Linked DNA regions of Hordeum vulgare: region 1 is linked to region 2. Evidence: chromatin contacts called from public Hi-C data. All regions are on one chromosome and are shown on one strand. The core of a region is the stretch at or near the end of the contact, and the rest is flanking DNA. Distances in the headings are between cores, read along the strand shown. Region 1 holds the start of LOC123401080 (chlorophyll a-b binding protein 8, chloroplastic). Region 2 holds the start of LOC123401339.

Evidence for each region. Hi-C and Micro-C count contacts between places; a contact is called where the count stands out from the background.
Region 1: a contact with region 2 is called in a Hi-C map of seedling, with 5 times the contacts expected there. The contact joins the promoter of LOC123401080 here to the promoter of LOC123401339 in region 2. A contact is called at or near these places in 4 of 6 Hi-C or Micro-C datasets (leaf, seedling and an unstated tissue).

Annotation. Positions count from the first base shown.
Region 1 is chr6H:145,765,860-145,768,559 of MorexV3_pseudomolecules_assembly, forward strand. LOC123401080 (chlorophyll a-b binding protein 8, chloroplastic) reads left to right here and starts at 1,255. Exons shown (of 3, transcript XM_045094795.1): 1 at 1,255-1,508; 2 at 1,606-1,667; 3 at 1,765-2,561. The coding sequence starts at 1,380. The coding sequence ends at 2,383. LOC123401081 (dehydrodolichyl diphosphate synthase complex subunit NUS1) reads left to right here. Exons shown (of 7, transcript XM_045094797.1): 7 at 350-532. The coding sequence ends at 357.
Region 2 is chr6H:144,769,519-144,772,218 of MorexV3_pseudomolecules_assembly, forward strand. LOC123401339 reads left to right here and starts at 1,426. Exons shown (of 5, transcript XM_045095123.1): 1 at 1,426-1,613. The coding sequence starts at 1,529.

The sequences.
Region 1 (2,700 bases), core at 5-2,504, 1.0 Mb after region 2:
TTACCTACTTTTTGGCATGCCAATGCTCCTTTGCCAATTCTAGTTCAGTTTTTAGCCAGTGTTGGCGAACACATGGGCAAGCAAAATCTCAGCAATTTTTGTGACTAGCGAGTCAATTTTTGGCAGGGCAACCTTAAGCATAAAGCAAACACACCCAACCTTAGGCATACCAAGTTCTGATATCTATATTTTTGGAGGCATTGCACTGTCACGTTTTTCATGGGAATTTCTTGTATTAGTGGACTTCAAATCTGATTAAACAACAGTTCCATGCATAAGTATCAGAAGCTGGTCCGTTTTTAGTGAATTGTATGATTACCTTAACTGACTCTAACGTTTTGTCTACCAGGCAAATGAGAGAGGAGACTAGAAGGCCACCCATTTGTTATGTAAAATGTGTACTTCTGGGGCTGGCTAAGGTTTATTAACTACTAAGTACAATATATAGTCTTGGAGGATACACTGTGCTTCCTTTTTGTTTGGATCAAATGGGTTACCTGTACACTATTAATGGATAAGGTTTTTCTGCTAACATATAAGAATTTTTGAAGAAAGAAAAGACAAAAATGCCCAATATCTTGTTCTAGCAAGATATTGGGTATTTTGAATCTTTTTTTCTTCTTAATCTTTCTATTCAGAATTCAGTTAACGACGAGATTTAGTATCCTTCCTTGCATTTTCATAACTCGTAAAATGCCGAGTAGGCACCATACAAGTACAAACCTCATCCAACATATTTATCTTTTCATCAGAATGTAACTGACTGGCAGCTTGGTGATTGTATTGTTTTTGTGGAGAATTGGAGATCAAGTTGTTTTTACCTTGTGAAAATTCAGTTTGGTCTCGTATCACCATACACAATATTAACTGCCAAAGTATATATTTGTATTAATTGAAGAAATTTGATGATTTAATCCCAAAGATCCCCTTATCCAGATGGTGATACATGATAGGCTCATAGGGGCAACCATGATATCTCATCATATCTCACGGAATGCATACTCTAGGTAGGCACAAGAATTGCAACTGTCTGTGCTGTCCACAAGGTGGTGGAAAATCTGAGCCAAGGGAATGCAGGTATGGACGCAGCCTCAGCTGCTGAGAAGCCAGGTGGCAGCCCCCTTATCCCAGCATACCCTCCACATGGCGGGCTTCTACTGGGTCCACAGATGCCCTCATCCGCTGAGGCTCCACCTCACATCGGAATAAGATTTCCCTGGCCCCACCCCCGCCCAGCCTCAGGCCGTCAGGCGCACGTTCCTCTCTCCTTTTGTAGCAGTGGGTGAGTTTTGGAGCACACACTTTCATCTCAGTCTCTACCACACACACCGCGTCTGCCTCATCTCTCGGAGCAGCAGGAGGAGGAGCTTGCAGGAACAATGGCGGCCCAGGGTCTTCTCTCTGGGAGGCAGCTGCTGGGTAGGCCTCTGCAGTCTTCCTTCTCCAGGTCGTCTTCCTCCCGGAAGTCCCCCTTCGTCGTCAGGGCATCGTCCAGCCCCCCTGCCAAGGTCCGTTCAGACTCTAGCCATGCTGCATGTTTTCTTCTGATCTGATTAGAGCTGGCTGGAGTGGCTACTGACTTTCTCTTTTGTTCTTCTCTTTCAGCAAAATGACAACAGGCAGCTGTGGTTCGCGTCCAAGCAGTCCCTCACCTACCTCGACGGCACGTAAGTCGCGGCGCAACATATTACACCTGGTGTATGTATGTTGGCAGTGTGGCAAAGAGAAGCTGACTTAGAAGGTGTTGGGTTTTGTGCCTTGCAGGCTGCCTGGTGACTTTGGCTTCGACCCCTTGGGGCTGTCCGACCCGGAGGGCACCGGCGGGTTCATCGAGCCCAGGTGGCTGGCCTACGGCGAGATCTTCAACGGCCGGACGGCGATGATGGGGGTGGTGGGCATGATCGCCCCGGAGGCCCTGGGCAAGGTGGGTCTGGTGCCCCCGGAGACGGCGATCCCGTGGTTCCAGGCGGGCGCCATCCCGCCGGCAGGCACCTACCAGTACTGGGCCGACCCCTACACGCTCTTCGTGTTCGAGATGGCACTGATCGGCTTCGCAGAGCACCGGCGGCTCCAGGACTGGTACAACCCGGGTTCCATGGGGAAGCAGTACTTCCTGGGTCTCGAGAAGTACCTCGGCGGCTCCGGCGACCCCGCCTACCCCGGCGGGCCCATCTTCAACCCACTCGGGTTCGGCACCAAGAGCGAGAAGGAGATGAAGGAGCTCAAGCTCAAGGAGATCAAGAACGGCCGTCTCGCCATGCTCGCCTTCCTCGGCATGTCGCTGCAGGCCATCTTCACCGGCGTCGGGCCCTTCCAGAACCTCCTCGACCACCTCTCCGACCCCGTCAACAACAACATCCTCACCAGCCTCAAGTTCCACTAGGCGAAATCCGAGCATCGTCGTCCTGTGCATGGTACCCGTCTGTCGTCGTGGGAAACGTGAGCGCGCGAGCGGTATATATGCGAGGGTGGGTGTAAAATGTAAATTTGTACGCGTGCTGCGTGCATGCTTGTAATATTTATATCGTGCTATGAAAATTAGTGCATTGCATCTCTCACCATCTTCACTTGTTCAGCAGCATCTGCTAGCTTTTTCTACCCCCTCCCCCCTCCTCATCTGATCACCCATGCAAATTACCGTTGCCCTATTAGACATTCAAACAAATATAAATAAAGAACGAAAGTATAGTTATTTTTATA
Region 2 (2,700 bases), core at 176-2,675:
CACGTTCGTTTTTCATCCGTCCGTGATCCATTCTTGACCCAAATTTGATCATCATTTGCGTCACCGTGGACACATGCCTCGCCCGCGTGCTTCCTCCCGTCGCCCGCCAGTCGAAGTTACAGTCTCTCCTTCTTATCCCCTTCCCCCATCCGTCGCCCGCAAGCACACAAACCCTAGGCCGACGACCCCATTTTCTCCAGGCCACCCTAGCTCTCCAGCAGCAAATTCACCGGCGGGGTGCCTCCTTCGTCCCGATGTGAGAGGCCTAGTGGTGGATCTGCGACAGCGGTGGCGAAATTTTACGCATCCTGTCGACGGGATTTGCCGAATCCGGTGGCCGACAGACTGTTATTGCCATGGACTAGCTGGGTGTCAGTCCACCAGGCCTAGGCATGATGCCGCATGCGGGCGCACATCCGCCTCTAGCCGCTCGGGTCTGACGAGTCGCAGGTTCGCCGGCAAGGCAACGGACGGTCGTCGCCCTGGCTTGGCGCTGGCCCAAAAGCTTGACGGCTCACTACTGTCGTTCATAAAGTGCGATGACTGCCGATTGCAGGTCGTCCGACACGTTTCTTGGATGCCAGAACATCCCGGTTGGGTGTTCGTGAAGTGCACAAACGACGGGGTGCGATTTCCGTAGCTTATTTGCTCAATATTGTGCGTAGGATGGATGCAATTTTTTATACTGGAAAGAAAAATATAGAGATCTATAGATCTCACGAAATTTGCTAGATGTTCGTGCACTTCGATCTAGAATTAAAGCTATAGATGAGACTAAAGAAGAGACCAAAGGGAAAGCAATGTCTAATTCTTTAGCATCAAAGAAGAAAGACATTGTTAAGCTCAAGAATCATAAATCAACAACGAAGACATAGAGAAGATCTTAGTCCAACTAATAGGAGCAGTGATGGAAGTTGGATATCTTTTAAAATGTCTGTTGAATGTACGGTAGACCCATTTGCAAAATGAAACGGACATGCTGATTTAAACATGCTGATTTAAACGAACAAATAATGAATAGAGTGAGCGGTTGGAGTTGCTCTAAGCTTCCATGCAAAAAAAAAAGCTTAATAGGGCACGAAGCTCTTGTCAATAGCAGCGGCAGCTAGTCCGCGCGCATGTGTTCGTCGGGCACAGCACGCAGTTGAACCCCCGCGGAGGCGGCTGATGCAAAAATCCGGCGAACCGGTCCACGCCGCGCTTTTTCACCGTTCCACGGCGTCGACCCGTAGAAGCCTGGTTGCGAATTGGTCCATCGAGTGCGAGGGGTCGGTCTCCCTCCGCATACCCTGGGCGAACCACCACCGTCAAACAGAAAAAGAAAAAACACTGGACGAAGACAGCGGGCTCGTGTGACTTGCGCGGCAACGGGACAGCGGCCATGCGCCCATGCCGGCTGCTCTATATAATACTAGCGCGCACGCCGCTCTCGTGCATCAGCTGCGCACATCCGATCCAGCGCGCCGAGCCGTCGTCGTTCTAGTTGCTTCGCTCTGCCTCGCCTGCACTTGGCGCGCCTCTTCTTGCCATGGCAGGGCCGGGCGGGAAGCCGTCGTCCGCCTCCGCCAACGGCACGAAAGCCCCGCCGCCTCCGGCCGCTCCCGGCGGCTCCGGTATGTACCTGACCGCCTTCCCTCTTCTCTCTTCTCTCGCTCGCTTGTACTGGATCATGATCAGTTCGTGACGGTCTCGCCTGCGGATGTGGTCATCGGTTTCCTTCCCAGAAATCCGACGCCTGAGTACCACGGTCGCCATGCCATCTCCGACTCTTCCACTTATTTCTTGTCGACGTTGCACCTCGCTGTTCAAGAGGCTCGTGCCACGCCGCGTAGTTCTTTGCCGTGTTCGTATTTCCTGCCGTTCGCGCCTCGAGATCTTCCCCGCGACAGGTAGACACGAGGTAGTATTAGGTCGAGGCAATTTGTCTGCACAGCGGTGGCCAAATTGTCTTTTCGTTCACTTTGGGCGGCTATCTCGATGCTCTGCGTGCTTCGGCTGGTCACAATGGGGAGGAACTTAGCAGTAACATCACACACTCCAATACAACTTTGCTTATGTGGCACGTATTTAGTGAAGAGAGAGGTGCTTGTGGTAACTAGCTAAGTTACCGAAACATCACACACTCCAAGAAACAATGAGTCTATAGCCTAATAAATGCATTGTTGCATGACACTACATACATGTTACTCCCTATTGTGGAGGTAGAAACATAGTCTAGGAAAACGTGTAGGTTCCTACCTTATGTTACTCTCCATTGTGACCAGCCTTCCAAATTTTGGCAAGAGCATCGCGTGATTTGCGGCATGCACGAAATATACTTGTCGGACTTCTTCACGAGCGTTCTGTCGTCACTGTGCGTTCAGCCCAGATGAGCCACGGGATAAACAGTAAACTTCGTGCAACTGTTGATCAGCTGTAGATAAGCCCGGGCTTTGAATCGATGTGATTGTCTTGTTTCTCTGTTTCTTTCTGCGAACCGCTGACTTCTGCACCGAGCACGAGCACCGTATAACGAGACTCTTTTTTTTTTTTTTGCGTATGAAAAATCCATTTGCGGGCAACAAGTCTCGGTCGTCTCCGTCTGGTGGACAGCAGCCATGGCAATTAGTGTGGACGTTGTACGAGAGTTGACATCATTAATTAGTACTGTATCTAGCGTACCATCAGCATGTTTGACTAACCTAAATGGAGGTAAAGAAA